Regions from separate parts of the Sus scrofa genome. Here all the other regions are linked to region 1. A link is a contact called in public Hi-C and HiChIP or PLAC-seq data. All regions are on one chromosome and are shown on one strand. The core of a region is the stretch at or near the end of the contact, and the rest is flanking DNA. Distances in the headings are between cores, read along the strand shown.

The links. Hi-C and Micro-C count contacts between places; a contact is called where the count stands out from the background. HiChIP or PLAC-seq counts read pairs in DNA pulled down with a chosen protein or histone mark.
Region 2: an H3K27ac HiChIP or PLAC-seq map of alveolar macrophages shows a contact between it and region 1. The contact joins the promoter of ERGIC3 here to the promoter of EIF6 in region 1. A contact is called at or near these places in 1 of 5 promoter capture datasets (liver) and 1 of 2 datasets of contacts at active chromatin or transcription factors (alveolar macrophages).
Region 3: a contact with region 1 is called in a Hi-C map of liver, with 2.6 times the contacts expected there. The contact joins the promoter of TRPC4AP here to the promoter of EIF6 in region 1. A contact is called at or near these places in 3 of 5 promoter capture datasets (fetal liver, fetal skeletal muscle and liver), 6 of 47 Hi-C or Micro-C datasets (embryonic fibroblasts, fetal heart ventricle, liver and 2 more) and 1 of 2 datasets of contacts at active chromatin or transcription factors (alveolar macrophages).
Region 4: an H3K27ac HiChIP or PLAC-seq map of alveolar macrophages shows a contact between it and region 1. The contact joins the promoter of CEP250 here to the promoter of EIF6 in region 1. A contact is called at or near these places in 4 of 5 promoter capture datasets (fetal liver, fetal skeletal muscle, liver and 1 more), 6 of 47 Hi-C or Micro-C datasets (adipocytes, embryonic fibroblasts, epiblast stem cells and 3 more) and 2 of 2 datasets of contacts at active chromatin or transcription factors (alveolar macrophages and skeletal muscle).

Annotation. Positions count from the first base shown.
Region 1 is chr17:38,641,951-38,645,942 of Sscrofa11.1, reverse strand. It overlaps EIF6 (eukaryotic translation initiation factor 6), which reads left to right and starts at 2,048. Exons shown (of 7, transcript NM_001243577.1): 1 at 2,048-2,106; 2 at 2,340-2,451; 3 at 2,589-2,674; 4 at 3,155-3,330; 5 at 3,832-3,992. The coding sequence starts at 2,345. It overlaps FAM83C (protein FAM83C), which reads left to right. Exons shown (of 4, transcript XM_021078085.1): 4 at 1-958.
Region 2 is chr17:38,882,490-38,886,481 of Sscrofa11.1, reverse strand. It overlaps ERGIC3 (endoplasmic reticulum-Golgi intermediate compartment protein 3), which reads right to left and starts at 1,652. Exons shown (of 14, transcript XM_021078263.1): 1 at 1,567-1,652; 2 at 963-1,033; 3 at 756-843; 4 at 417-536. The coding sequence starts at 1,010.
Region 3 is chr17:38,466,569-38,470,560 of Sscrofa11.1, reverse strand. TRPC4AP (short transient receptor potential channel 4-associated protein) reads left to right here and starts at 2,271. Exons shown (of 19, transcript XM_003359957.4): 1 at 2,271-2,528. The coding sequence starts at 2,361.
Region 4 is chr17:38,807,359-38,811,350 of Sscrofa11.1, reverse strand. It overlaps CEP250 (centrosome-associated protein CEP250), which reads right to left and starts at 1,627. Exons shown (of 34, transcript XM_013985307.2): 1 at 740-1,627.

The sequences.
Region 1 (3,992 bases), core at 799-3,298:
CATGCACTTGAAATCCATATACCATAGAGATACCTCCAAATGCCTGCACAATATATACAGCACACTGACAGGATGCACAGCCACAAACTGCACACCCACCAATGCAGTCCCTGCAATAAACCAAAACACTCAGGATTCTAGTTATAGGTACTCAGTAAATGCCATTCGGCTAAATAAATGGCTACATTCCGTGCACACCATAGATCATTCGGGATCCATCGACCATAAATATGCACATAACCACACACACAAACAAGCGTGCATGCACCAACCAGTGTCTCTTTGTAAGCTGTGTATCCAGTCCTATGCTGTCATACCATAAGGCTGACAAAAGCATCAGATTCAGTCCCTGGGAGACAAGGATTAAATGCATAAACCATTGGTGAGCAAGACAGAGCTGTAACTAATTAAAAGCTAACCAGTGACAGAAGGTGGTAGAGAAAGGAGGGCAAAGAGTAGTGGTGATGATGGAGTGGTGAGAAAGTTTCTTAGAAGAGGCAGCTTTTGAGCCAAGCCTTGCAGGGTGGGAAGAATTTGGACAGATGGAGGTGAGGGTTAGCAGAACTCCTGGTAGAAGTAACCAGGTGAAGAGAGGCCTGGGAGAGGACTGAGGGAGTGGGTCTGAGATGAACTGGGGAGGATGGGGAGGTCGTGGATACTCAGAGTCTGACACACACACACACACACACACACACACACACACACACACACACCATTTTGCTGAGTGTCCCTAGAAATATAGGCTCCCTCAGATAGGGTCCTTTTCCTGAGCTTGCCACCTGCCGGGGACTGTATATGTGATACAAATCAATAAAAGTGGACATGCTATGACCCAGTCGCAGCCTAGTGTATCCTGAGGAAGGCGTAGTTATAAAACTGCAGGCTGGGGACTGGGGAAGGGCATCATCCAAGGAGGGCTCCCAGATGGAGGAGAGTGGATGGCTGCAGACGGCTGGGGGTGGGGTGGGGGGAGGATAGGGGCTCCAAGCTTCCCTATGCCTTCTCTGTGAGTGACATTCTGAGAGACTCTGGGGCTTTTGCAGATTCTATAAAATGTGGGCCAAATTCATGCCCTCCAGTCCACCAGAGCAGGTCTCCTGATAGCTACCTTCTATGAAGTGGGGAGGGGTGGGGTAAGGGGGGGGGAGGGGGAGCAGAAAGTGGCTGCTTTGTGTGATTAAGCACGTGCTAGGGGCACATAGTGGGAGCTCATCAGCCCCCACACCCTTGCCCATTCTGGGTCCTCCCTGACACTGCTTTATCCATCCTCCCCCCTGCAATGGTTTCCTTTACTTCTCTGGCCGCACCTCCTTCCTCAGCCTCTGTCGCGGCCTCAGGTCTCACTTCTGCCTAGTGGACACGTTTTCCATGAGTTTCCTCATCCACCCCAGGCTTCAGTCCCAAATCTCAGCCTTTCAGTCTCTCCAGGGTTCCAGATCAGGCCTGAATATCTGTCCCGCACTTCATTCTATCCCTCACCTCCCCACACCTGCTCTTCCTCCACAGACTTTACTTCAATAAATACTTTCATCAAACAACCCATCTTCTGGAAGACATCCTTTTTTTTTTTTTTTTTTTTAAGGGCCGCACCTGCCGCATATGAAAATTCCTGTCTAGAGGTCGAATTGGAGCTACAGCTGCCAGCCTATGCCACAGCCACACCAGATCCGGAGCCCCCCTGCTGCGATCTTCACTTTGAGGCGACTCCGGATCATTTAACCCACTGAGCGACGAGGTCAGGGATTGAACCTTCATCGTCGTGGATACTAGGCGTGTTCTTAACCCGCTGAGCCACAACGGGAACTCCCAACTCCTCCATTCTGAGGCCTCACGTCCAACCAGCATTGGTCCGGACGTACTTTCTACCTAGCTCCTGATAGAATGAGCAAATGAATGAATGCGAGCTTTGTTGGAGGCGGGGCCAGGTGGGGTCGCAATCCTATTACTTGCAACCATAGAGTCCGCTCGGAGGCCAGAGCTAGAGTGGCCGCATGCGTGGCTGGGTGTGCCGCGCTCTCTCGGAAGTCTCCTAGGGTTGAGGCGGAAACGGGGACCTAAGGAGGGTTGGGGAGGACTGCTGTCGCGTGTGGAGATTGCGTTTACCTGGTGAGCGGTTGTGGCGAGAGACCGAAGGCTCAGCTCGGGCCGCCCTGCGTCGTGAGCGGTGGGGGCCCAAAGATTCGGGGCGGAAGAGTTTGGAGGGGCGCGGTGGGCGGGACCCAAGGTCTGAGGGCCCGAGACGGCCAGGGAGGGGCGCGGCGGGCCTGACGCGCAGCGGCCAGGGGCTGGACCCGGGAGAGGATCCGCCGCGCCTGAACTCCCGTCCCCCCAACCCTTAGGCCTCATGGCGGTCCGAGCGTCGTTCGAGAACAACTGTGAGATCGGCTGCTTTGCCAAACTTACTAACACCTACTGCCTGGTGGCCATCGGAGGATCAGAGAACTTCTACAGGTGCGTAGGAAGGGAGTCCGGGCCCGCGGGTATTGTATGGGTGGGTGGCGGGGAAAAGTGCTTGGAGTCGGGGGCTGCGGCAGAGGGAGGGCTCAGGCCCTTAGGCTCCTGTGCCCACCGAGCTCATGTCTCTACAGTGTATTCGAGGGAGAGCTGGCCGATACCATTCCCGTGGTTCACGCGTCCATCGCCGGCTGCCGCATCATCGGCCGCATGTGTGTGGGTAAGCCGGATGGAAGACGCCGAGGGAGGGCGTGGAGCTTCCCAGCGCCTCCCTAGAAGGGACCCTTAGTGACCCGGGGATTTCCAGGCTTTCATCTATTATCGCCGGAGATTGCAGAATCCCTCAGGCCCGGGCCAGACCAGGCTTAAGTGCCAAAAGATCAGGGGCCATCCCTGGCAAAGGGGCTTCTGGATCATAGTAATCACCAATAACATTAAGGGGTTTCACTTTTACACTTGTTTCATTCCTTTTTAACGAAGATCCTGAGAGGTAGGAATTAATGATCTAATTTGACTGATGAGGAAGCTAAGACTCAAAGAAGCCTGGTGAATCACCCAGTTCCACACCTAGTGTGAGGGAAGATTAGATTGTCCTCTCTCCTAGGCCACTGACTCTGGGCAGATTCCTTGGGGCTCAGCAGGCTTCTTTTGTATTCATGGTCCATCCTTGCCTCATCCCTCTTAATATGGGTCTCTCCAGGGAACAGGCATGGTCTCCTGGTGCCCAACAACACCACCGATCAGGAGCTGCAACACATTCGCAATTGCCTCCCGGATTCAGTGCAGATCCGGCGGGTAGAAGAACGGCTCTCAGCCCTGGGCAATGTCACCACCTGCAACGACTACGTGGCCTTAGTCCACCCAGACTTGGACAGGGTGAGGCAGCCCAGTTTGGCCCAGAGTCACAGGCTATTAGCATAGACAGTGGTTAGCCACTGTTTTTGCCTATCAGGCAGGAATTAGGGGTCTCTCTTGCAGTCTCTTTTTATATCTGGGCTCCTGCAGTTCAGGCACTCTTTGGAATATTGTGATCAGTGTCAGGAAGAAGCTAAGGAGGGTATTAATCCTTTCAGAGTCAGGGAAATTAATCCATCTGGTCCTGCAAGGTGACTCTTGAATGTGGGTTAGAGGGAAGGAGGGTCATGTGGAGACCAGCCTCTGGCTCTTCGGGCATGTGTGGATATTAGACACTCCATAGCTGGCCTAGACTCTGCTCCAAGTTGTATTCCCTCCTTTTTCCGGGCGAGCTTCCACATGCAGCTACCTGGCAGAGGAATGAAGCTTAGGGAGTCACACCCTGGGTGGATCTGGGTGTGGAGGCCCTGGGTTCTTTGATCAGCTTGTTCTTAGCCCAAGCACTGCACCTTTGGCTGACAGGAAACAGAAGAAATCCTGGCTGATGTGCTCAGGGTTGAAGTCTTCAGGCAGACAGTGGCTGATCAGGTGCTGGTAGGAAGCTACTGTGTCTTCAGCAATCAGGGCGGGCTGGTGCATCCCAAGACTTCAATCGAAGACCAGGATGAGCTGTCCTCTCTCCT
Region 2 (3,992 bases), core at 403-2,902, 240 kb before region 1:
CCTGCATTCCAAAGGGAATATCATTATGGGCTGAATTCTGTCTATGAAGTGTGGAAGCAAACACCCAGAGAAGCTTGGGTTCACCTAGAGGAGTTCTGCCAAGGCAACAGCACATAGAACCGATCCTCAAACTTCTGTTACTCAAACCACAATAAGCAGGGATTGGGGGTCCGCTAAGAATGACAGCCATGTAGAGTACTCTTCTTAATACATACAGGCTGGAAACCTGGATTTCAGTCCACTCTGATTCTTAACGGGGCCGGTGGGGGAGGGGGGACCCTAGGCAAAGCCACTTGACTTCTGTGGGTTCTAGTTGCTTCTTTTGTCACTGGGCTGGCCACACCCACTTGCCAGAAAGTAGGGCTTGGAAGAGCCCAGCTCTGGAATTTGATATCTGGCCTCTTGCCCCCATTTACCATGACGCTCCGCCTCTGAGCTCACGGGGATGCCATCCTTATCTAGCCGCTGCTTGAACAGGTTGTGTTCTACATCCAGCTGCTGTTCCCCAGCTACATCCATGGCATCGATGCTCAGATCTGGAAGCAGGAAGTCAGGGTAAGGGACTGGGATCCTAAAGACAGGGAATCTGGGTTTTGGAGGGTGAGGGGATGCTGGGCTTGTCTTGGGGCAGCAGTGGATGAGGGGAAGGAGGTTGTCCTGGGGTCCAGTCTGGAACCTAAGACTGGAGGCTTGAACCTGGAGGCCCACCTGAGAACCCTGGAACCTGCAATTCCCACCTATGGCGAGGTACTCACAGGCACAAGGCATGTGCGGGAAAAGCACATCGATGTTGATCTTCAGTTTATCTCCCCGGGACTTGTCCACGTAGAGTTCAGGATGCACCTGGGGCAGCACAACCTCAGTAAGAGTTGGCCCCAAGCCTTTCCTTTCCTCTTCCCATCACTAAATCTCATATTCCTAGAATGCCAAGCCCCGCCCACGTGCTAGGCACCGCCCCTTACCTCAGTGGTGAGGTAATACTGCAGCTCAGACAGGAAGAGTAGCAGCATGAGAAGGCCACTGACAATGGTCACTGCAGGGCAAAGAGCGAGAGTCAGAACGGCCTCTGTTCCACTCCCTCAGCCCCCAGCAGGCCGGGCAGGTTCCAGGAGCCACGGCCAAACTCTAGGAGACCTCTCTCCCAGCGACCCTGACCCCGCCACGGCCTACCCGTGGCGCCCCCGCAGGTCTTGACCCGGAAGTCCTCTAGAGTCTTGGGGTAGGCATCGAACTGCTTCAGCTTCCCCAGCGCCTCCATGGGGACCAGCCGGAAAGGGGACGCCAGCGGACCCGCCCCCGCGGCCTGCCGCTTCCGGCCGAGCGCTTGAGCTACGCCCCCTCTCTTTCCTCACGCAGGCGCAGAAAATCTCACGCTTGGCCCCACCCCTCTCTCGCGTTCTCACTCGGGTCGCCCCGCCCTCTGGGTGCCGGTCTTATTTGTGTTCTGCGCTGCCTTCAAGGCCGGGATCTTGAGCTCCGGTGGGGCGGGTGGGGTTCCTTATTTGGAGCAGGATAACCCGAGGGGGAATCTGCTACGTAGGCACAATAATAGCATCATTCACTTACCTTATGCCGGGAATTGCGCCCCGAGTTTCACACCAGACCCTTGGAACAACTTGGAACCTCCTAGAACAATGGTTCTCAAAGTGTCCCCCACCGGCAGCCTCATTATCACCTGAAACTAATCAGAGACGCAAATTATCGTGCCCTAACACAAACCTGCTGAATCAGAAACGCTAGGAATTGTTCCCAGGTGAATTGCAGTTAGAATTTTAGAATCACCCCTGTAAAGTAGATGTGACTTTTTTTTTTTTTTTTAAATGGTTACACCCAAGGCCAGGGATTGAATCTTTGCCAAAGCTGCGACAATGCCAGATTCTCAATGCCAGATTCTTTAAGCCACAGGGCAGGGCTGGGTATCCAACTCCTGCCTCCACAGTTACCTGAGCCGCTGCACTTGGATTCTTAACCCACTGTCCAACAGCAGGAACTCCTAGGTGTGACTTTTATATCCATATTCTGGAGGAGAAACTGTGGCATGGAGAAGCTAAGTAACTTGTCCTAAATCACAGCATTAATTGGCAAGGCCTGGTTCCAAACTTCTGGACCTCAAAGTGCTCTGAGACCAGGGCCTTTGGGTTGATTTTACCCAAACAGCCTCTCAGTGCATGGCTAGTAGAGGTGCATGGTGAAATCATTTCAGTGGCATCATTTCAGGAGCTTTTTTTTTTAGCTTGCACCTGTGGCATATGGAAGTTCTTGGGCTAGGGGTGGAACCTGAGCTTCAGCTGCTGGCCTCTGCTACAGCCTCAGCAACACTGGATCTGAGCCACATCTGTGACCTCTGCCTCAGCTTGTAGCAATGCAGGAGACTTAACCCACTGAGCGAGGCCAGGAATTGAACCTGACACATCAGGTTCTTAACCCACAGAGACACCACGGGAACTCCAGACCAGAGCTTTGATAAGAGATGGTACAGCAGACAGTGGGCAGAGTTCCTGGGAAAAAGTGACTGATAAACTGGGTTAGGGAACGCTTCCAGGGATAGGAGATGGGACACAAGCTGGGTGCCTTGTAGTAGTCTGACTCAAGAGAAGCTTGAGTCCCCCTTCTGTCCCTGGAGTTTGCCAGGAAGGGGAGAAGGAAAGGACTAATTCATATTAACTGAAAACTGACAATATGCCAACTGCTGTCATCCATTCTACATCAGAACAACCCTGGGAAGTAGGTGCTATTTCAAACCTTACTTTATAGATGAGGAAGCAAAGAAATGGATTTTGCCCAAGGTTATGGAGGTAGTTAATGGGGCAAAGCTGGGGTCCAAAGTCTGGTTTTTCTGTCTCCCGAGCCTGGGTCTTTTCCATGCATTAGCTACCATCACCAAGTGCAAGAGAAGTTTATTCTCAGATAGATGCCTAGGGACAACCATAACAGAAATTGTCCTCTCCTTTCTGCCTCATGTCCATTCTGTGCCCATTTGTTACCAGAAGGGGGACCCTTTCAAGGGCCTGAGAATGGGCTCTTGTCAAAACACTCAGAAATCAATTGTCTGAGGAGACATACCTACTAACAAAACAAAAGTATTGAAAAGGGGCACCTGGGCAGAGGGCAGCAGGGTAAGGGAACACAGGAGAACTCCCACGTGTCTAGCAGTCTCAGGGTTTATGATAATGGGGTTAGCTTTCCAGGTTGTTTCTGGTTAATCATCTTACTTGTACCTGTATTTGGTCTGTATTAGGGTCCTTCCTGGCAGTACTCACATCTCTCAGCGAAGATGGATTTCAGCATGAAGGTTTCTGGGAAGTTGGTAGGACATATTGTGGACCAGCACCTCCTTCCTCCTTTTGGCCCCTCCCAGATTCTCCCGGTTAGTTTGTTCCTTATCAAGAACTCCTGTTGTGAGATAGCGCATGCAAACCATTATTATTGTGCTTGGCCAAGGTGGGTAGTTTTGGTCAATGGTTCCCTAACAACTCTCTCTTGAGAGACTTCCTACTCAAGATACTTCTTGGAAACTGGGTTAGAAGTCTCTTTCTTCTGTAGCTACTGCCCGCTGGGTGTGGACATAGTCCTACCTCGTAGAATAGAAGTCTCTCTTCACCTGATCTAAATCAAGATTCCGTGCCTGAAATTGCCTTCCACTCTTGTATTAACAATTTAGTCTGAAACTGCTGGCCCTGTCAGAGATAAACCATGCGGGGTTCGTTTGTTTGTTTTTAGGGCCACACCCACAGCATATGGAAGTTCCCAGGCTAGGGATCCAATCGGAGCTGCAGCTGCTGGCCTACAACCATAGCCACAGCGACTCGGGATTCCAGCCACATCTGCGACCTTCATCACAGCCTATGGTAACGCTGGATCCTTAACCCACTGAGGAAGGCCCGGGATCGAACCTGCATCCTCATGGATCCTAGTCAGGTTTGTCAATTGCTGAACTACAAAGGGAACTCCAGAGATAAACCTTGTAAGCAGTTGAAACAACAAGGTCCAAA
Region 3 (3,992 bases), core at 1,022-3,521, 180 kb after region 1:
TTCATAAATAACACAATAATATTTTTGTGTTATGTCATCATATCAAATAACATCATTAGGGAGTAATTATTGAATCAAAAGGTTTATATTTCTTTATGACTTAATTCATATTGCTAAAAAATTTCTTTCCAGAGAGAGACATCAGTTTACGCTCTCACCATCAGCATTCTACTATTAGTAAAATTGAAGTGGGCATTTTTTTAACACATTTACTGGTCATTTATTTTTCTTTTGTGAATTGCCTCTTCCATTCTGCCTATTTTTCTATTGGGTTGCTTGGTTTTTCCTTGATTTCTGTAGGAGTTCATGCATCTGTTCATTAGTTTATTGAGCCAATAAACAAATATTTGATCACCTACTATGCATCAAGGACTAGTCCAGGTACTGGAGATGAATGGAGCATTGAACAAAGACCAAGATTATGCTCTAGTCAGGGGGAGGAGTGCAGAAATAAACCACTGTGTCACGCAGAGACAGTGCTTTCAAAGCAGACAAAGCAGGTAATAAGACAGCGAGTGTAAGGAATGCTAATTTTATATAGATATTAGGGAAGGTCTCTCCTTGAATAGAAAGAAACCTGCAGTATGGGAGGTAGCAAGCCATTCAGAGAGAGCTTCCGAGGGATGAGAACCTTCAGGCAGAGGGCATAGTAAGTTCTTCATACATTCTGGATATTGACTGTTTCTCAGAATATCACTTGCCTTGTATGGTTGTTTATAGTGTCTTGTACAGAAAGTTTTAACATTTTTAAGGACCAGACTTGTCAATCTTTTTCTATTCATGACTTCTGGATTTTATGATTGAGAAGAATTTTCTACCCCCAAATCATGAAAGTATTCCCACATATTCACTTCTACTATTTTTATACTTGGATTTTTAACATCTCATATAATTTGCATATCATAATTTTATGAGGTATAATTGACATATCATAAAATTCACTCATTTTGAGTGTACAATCCAATGATTTTTAGTCAAATAAGGGATGTATCACCATTACCACAAACCAGCTTTAGAACTATATTTTGATTTTGTTATATGTAACTTAATATGTCTGAGATTCATTTTAGCTTTTGCTGTAAAGTTTAAGACCTAAATTTTTTTTTCTTTCCCCATTGATTTGAAATGTCTCCCTTACCACATGCTAAAGTTCCAAGTATATCTGGATCTGGTCCCTGGTCTCCCTGTCTTGGGGTCACAAATAGGGTTTTACTTGGCCTATGGAGTTTTCAGAACTGGGTAATTTCACATCAAAACCCAGCTTTTTGGCTGTTCTGGAAAAACTAGACGATTCAGCAACAATCTGCAGGAGAGGGTAGAGATCACTCCTTTTGATGGGCCTGAGGATGGTGACCACAATCCCAGTGTGCCAGGAACAATCCCTATATATGCCTGCTGTCCTGTTGTAATTGTTAGCAGCATCCTTTCATTCTTAAATATGTTCTGATTTGAGCAATAAACTATGCGGCACAATCTCCACCATTCCTTATTGCATCACACCCAGCATTCCTCTTTCATTTATTTTACATGATCCCCTCCCAGGAAGAAAAAAGGAGAGGAGAGGACGAGATCCTGCCACAGAAATTTGCCAAAAAAAATGATTACGTTGGTTCGGAGTAGAGAGAACATACCGTCCTGTGTGGAGAAATTACGACGTTTCCTCTGACAGAGAATATGATGTCACAATTTACCAATCCTTTCCCCTTCCATTATTTCATTTAACTTCACGACAATCTAGTTACACATCTTACCCAGTTTGTTACTGTGTATTTGCATATGGATTTGCTGACCTCCCCTGTAACTTGCATTTGAAAACAGGGACTTTGTTCTGCTCAGCACTGTTTTCCCAAGGACTGTTCGGTACTGATAGAGCGGGCCCCAAGGAACTATTTACTGGCTGAACAGACTCCCAGGAACTATCGACTGAATGAACTAACAAGAAACTGAGGCTCAGGTCCGTGGCGAGTCAAGGGTAGAGAAAGAGGCAAGCAGGAATCACATCAGGCGGCCAGATTCCTGGTCTGGAACCCAGGATCTTCTAGCTAGTTGGCTATAACCTCCCCAAATAGGCAAGAAATGGGAGAGTGCGCACGCAGAGACTTGTCTTCGACGTCAGAGGACCTCGCCAAAATGCTGGGCCAGAGAAACAAGTGGCGCAGGGGACGCCAGGCTCTCTCGCACCTGCCCGCCTCAGATCAAGACTACAGTTCCCAGCAGCCCCCGCGGGGCTCACGGCTCTGCCACGCGGCTTGCGCCTCCGCCGTCAGCCCAGTGGGGGCGCTGCGGCGACCCCTCCGCCGCCCCGTAGAAATCTCCGCGGCCCCGGGGCCGCTTGCTTCCTGTTTGTCGGACGAGGAGACATGGCGGCGGCGCCGGCGGCTGCTGGATCTGGGGCCGGCCGGGCGCGACGGGCGGCGGCAACGGTGGCGGCTTGGGGCGGATGGGGCGGCCGGCCGCGGCCTGGTAACATTCTGTTGCAGCTGCGGCAGGGCCAGCTGACCGGCCGGGGCCTGGTCCGGGCGGTGCAGGTAGGAAGTCGGCCCGGAGGGGCGGGGCGGGGTGGACCGGGCGGGAGCTGGCCGAGGGCCGGCGAAGAGGCCTTTCCAGGCCGCCGCAGTACGGGCCCGACCCCTCTTGGCCGGCCGTTGGGCCTTTCTGTGGGCTCTCCGGACGCTGTCAGCCGCGGCAGGACAGTGAGTGGGCAGTGGCAGGCTAGAGGACCTGTGTTAGGGGCTGAGCAAGGCTGAGCTGCATCAGGCATTGATGGCGTGTACGAGTCCGGGGCCCAGCTCCTGGATCCTCCCTTCCTTGCGCCACGTCTGCACGTCTGGAGGACCCTGAGCGAGTTTGCTTTAGCCTCTATGGTCCTTGAGTTTCTCCCCCATGAATTGGGCGGTGGGTCATCACTGCAGCTCCTAAAAGGATCTCAGCTCCTAAAAGGTTCTCTCCTAAAATGTCATTCAGAGAGGCCTTTCCTTGACATAACCCCCCACCCCCACCCCAGAGTAGGTTCCCATTGTTATTCAGTTACAGACCTGAATTCGTTTTGTTCACATTACTTTCTCAGTCTGTAATTACATATTTCTTTGTTGTCTACTTTTTTTCTCGCCTGTATTCCACATTAAGCTGAGCTCCAGCGGGTGCAGGGACTGTATCTGTTTTGCCGGTGTAGAGCGTCATGGTTAAGAGCTAGGGCTGTAGAGTAAGGCCTGGATTCAGAATCCTGCTTTTTCTTGCTTGGTCAAATTACTTTTCTGTGCCTCAGTTTCCTTATTTGTAAAATGGAGATGATAATTAGTAAGCTACCTGTTAAGGTGTTGTGAAGATAAAAGACAATCGTGTAAAAGGTTAAATACATTTCTGGTGCATAATAAGAAACTGAAGGGTAATCAGTTAATATTAATGCTATACTTGGTATCTGGCTTATAATATGTGCTCAATATATGATTAGTCTGTCTGTCTTTCTTTCTTCCTTTCTTTCTTTTTCTTTTTTTTTTTGAGTGAATGAAGAACACTGCTTTAGGGTAAAGCAGGGTGAATTAAGACCTAGGCCGCTCGCCCTTTCCCCTCCCCCTTCACATTCCCAGAACTTAACATTGGAAACACACCTGTAAAACATTAGCTTAATTTAAGGACAGCTTTTGCATAAAGAAATTTTTGAAGTATATACAAGAAACTAACAAAGTGGTTGGTTCAGGAGTGGGGTGGGACTTGGGTGGATGGGGGAGGGAATGAGAGTGAGACTTTTCACAGTACAGCTTTGTATATTGACTTAATTTTGAACCATTTCAATATTAACTCATATGAATAAAAGGACCGAATAAAAGGTAAAAACCAGGTGGTCTGTGTTTGTATAAAGTTACACAGATGAAGAGCAGTTCTGGGTGAGCAGTATTTCCCTGGACATCAGTTAACCATAGATGAGCAACTTTTCCCTCTTTGTGTTTTTCTGTTTGCCTTAAGATCCTGGAAATACTTGCTTTATCCTTTAA
Region 4 (3,992 bases), core at 378-2,877, 170 kb before region 1:
GGCTCCACCAGCTTAACAGTTGTGGGACTCCAGGAAATTGATCTGAGTGCCTTAGTTTCTTCACGCCTACAGAACCCGCCTTGTGGAATTGCTGTGAGGATTAAATGGGCCTTTATGTGTAATGCATTTAGTGACTATTCAGTAAATGCGAGCTATATTATTATCATCATCACGTGCTAGATCCTGGGAGAGGGATGAAAAGCGGAAGGCATAACGCCCCAACAAGTGCACGGCTGCCAAAGAGGAGCAGGAAAAGTAACTATGCGCAGAGTGCAAAAACCCAGCAGTGAGCTTACGGCGCCTTCAGAAAGCGACGAGGTAAGGTTTCTGAAAAAGTGATACTTAAGTTGGGTCCCGAAGAATGAGAGTTCCAGAGTGGGGCGGCGGGTAGGACCGGACTTTCGGACAGTCACATGCAAAGCCCCAAGGGCAGAGGAAGTCGCGAAATCCTGGGAGCCTGGAGCGGGACGCGCAGGAGAGCGCAGCGCCTTATCCTGACAACCCCAGGGTCGGGAAGCTCCCTTTCTGCAAGGTCTGGAGCCCAGAGCGGTAGCAACAGCAGGACGCGGAGGCCAGGGGCCAGAGCCCCAGAACAGGACCCAGCCTCTTTTGGGCCTCTGAGTTTCTTCTGGGAAACCGGAGGCCGCTGCCCGAATGGGATTCCCAGGAGCACCCTAGTCGCTGGGCCTTGGACCGTTAACACGGGTACCTCCCGCCCGCCCCTGAGGCCCTTCCTCACCACGCTCCGCTCCCGCAGGTTCCCAGGGTGCTCCTCAGCGCGGGAGTCGGTGAAGCTGCAGCTGAGGCCGGGCGGGGGAGGCGGGGCGGGGGCTCACGGAGTGGCTGGGGCGCAGGCCCCGCCCCCCAAACTCCCGCCCTTTCGGAGAGCCCTGCCGCTCCAGCCGGCGCTCCAGAGAGGACTGCATCGCCTTAGGGGCCTCTCGCCATGTTGAGTACTGGCAGCTGTTTTACAAGAGTGGCCCAGAAGAAAAGAAGGGATTATGTTAAGAGACGTTAGATTTCCTCGCCCGAAATGGAGACATCCAGGGTTGCTTATTTGAGCAAAGGAAGTTTCGGTAACAGAAAACACTTGCCCTCAATCGTATCCCTTTTGGCTTCGAGGTTACATACGGCGCATGTGTGTGGTCGCCTCGTTCTAGATGCGCCTGCGCAATGCTCCACTCCCAAACCTGAGTACAATTAACTACGTGCTGAAGGAAACTGGCTCCTGGTCGCGGCAAAACTCAGCTTCAATCTCCGAAACTCCAAGTAGCTTCAGGCTACTCAACATTCATAATATAATTACTTAATGTCATTTGAATACACTTTGCACCGGAGACTGCCTGAATGTCCTGCATCCCACTGGAGAGCTACAGTTTATATAATTTTCTGAATAAGCCTGACTCTCTCTAGAGGACTCTAGAGCGTGTTTTGCACATGGATTATCAATGCACTTTTTTAGAGCTGTAAATTTTATTTACCTGCCATTCTTTTCCACTCCTTGGTTCTCAAATTTTAGTTGGAGAGTCTCTTGTGCAGCGGTTTAAGGATTTGTCGTTGTCACTGCAGTCGCTTAAGTTGCTGCTTTGGCCCGGTTTCTATCCCTGGTCCAATAACTTCCATATGCCCTGGGTGCGGCCAAAAAAATAAATAAAAATTAAAAAATAAAATTTGAGTTGGGGTGTTCCCGTAGTGGCTCAGAGGTAAAGAACCTGACTGGTATCTACGAGGATGCGGGTTTGATTCCTGGCCTCGATCAGTGGGTTAAGTGTCCCGCGTTGCCCTGAGCTGTGGTGTACCTCGACAACGCGGCTGGGACCCCCCCCAAAAAAAAGACAAAAAAATTGGGATTAAAAAACAATAACGGGTATTTCTTAAAATGTAGAGTTTTTTTGTTTGTTTTTTGTCTTTTTAGGGCCACACCCGTGGCATATGGGGTTTCCAGGCTGGGGGTCGAATTGGAGCTGTAGCTGCCAGCCTACACCCACAGCCACAGACACACTGGATCAGAGCCTCCTCTGCAACTGATCCCACAGTTAATGGTAACACTGGATCCTTAACCCACTGAGCAAGGCCAGGGATCAAACCTGAGTCTTCGTGGATACTAGTTGGGTTTGTTAACCACTGAGCCACAACAGGAACTCCAAAATGTAGACTTTTGGATTCCACCCATGGAGAGTCAGTAAACCAGGCATGGAGCCCAGGAATGTGTCTTCCAGCAAATACCCTGAGTGATTATGATGCATTGGGAACACATTTTGAGAAGCATAGCATAAGTTTGTGTATCTCTAGCACCCAGCACAAAGGCTGGTACAAAATAGGTGCTCAGTAAGTGCTGAGTGAACGGATGGATTGATGGGTAGTAGGAGTGAAACAGGCAATGCACAGCCAAAGGGAACCTGAGAAGGGAGCACTTCAATAAGAGCTATATTGTATCTTTTCTCCTAAAAGAACAAAAGTTCTTTCTTTGGGGGGGGGTCTTTTGAGGGCCCCACTCACCCCTGCATGTGAAGTTTCCCAGTCTAGGGGTCTAATCTGATCCCTAACCCACTGAGCGAGGCCAGAGATCAAACCCACAACCTCATGGTTCCTAGTCGGATTCGTTGCTGCTGTGCCACAGCAGGAACTCCCAAAATAAATTCTTAATAGTTACCTTGAGGGAAAAAAAAAATAGTAAGTTGGCAGGGAGGGAGGACAATGAATCTGAAAAGCAAACTATCTTGAAAGAGAAGAAAAAACATCCAGGACATTGGACAGAGAAAAAAGATACAAAGACTCAGTTGTGTGGGAATCCACCCCAAGAAGATGGTCCCCTGACAGGTTGTGTGCAAGAATAGTCACTGCAGTATTTGGAATGTTACCCACACCAACCTCAGGGCTTTTGCAGATGCTTTGCCATCTCCTAGGCCAGTTTTGCCAGAGCTCTTGGATTAGCTGATAACTTCCTCTCTTTCAGGTCTCAAATCAGTTAGGTCTTCCCTGACCATGCTATTTACAGTAATACCCTATCATTTTCTATCACAGTGCTCTTTTTATAGTATTTCCTACTTTTTTTTTTTTTTTTTGGTTTACCTGTTATCTTTCTCCCTCTCTAAAATTTAAGTTTCCTGAGGCTAGAAGACTATGTCTGACTTAGCATTTAACATAGAACCTGACACATATTAGGTGCCAAATAAGTCTCCATGGAGTTCTTGTTGGGGCTCAGCAGCTTAAAAACCCAGTTGAGATCCACAAGGATGTGAGTTTGATTCCTGGCCTCATTCAGTGGGTTAAGGATCCTGTATTCCCGCAAGCTGTGGTGTGGATCACAGATGGGGCTCTTTAATCCCAAGTTGCTGTGGCTGTGGTATGGGCTGGTAGCTGCAGCTCTGATTCAGCCCCTAGCCCAGGAAATTCCATGTGATGCAGGATCAGCCCTAAAAAGAAAAGAAAAGAAAAAAAAAATCATCCATGGGCTGAATGAAATCAGCCCCAGTATTACAAAGGTTAAGGACATAAAATCCATCTACATACTGCGCAATACATTTTAAGACAAAGAGGAATAAACATAGGTTTCAGACTATCAAGACATATCAACAAAGGGCAAATGGAATAGAAGGTGATTAAAACCAAACAGGAATCTTTAATCTTAGTAAAAATAATTCATTAATACATATCCTCATTCATTTATTCATTCACCCAGCAAACATTTATTTATATGTATTAGTATTAGATAATAATACTATGTATTAACAGCAAGTTGGAAATTGTATTAAAGCATAATAAAATATACTCAATATGCTGTAATAAGCTAGATGGGAAGAAAGAATGGATATATGAATATGTATAACTTAATCACCTTGCTCTACACCTGAAACTAATACAACATTGTAAGTCAACTATACGCCAGAAAAATACCCAGTACTGGGTATTTTGTCTGGGCCAGAGCAGAAACTGCAGTTAGCTGATGCCTGAGAGTGGGTAACATTCCCCCCAGAGGTTCTGTAGGCTCT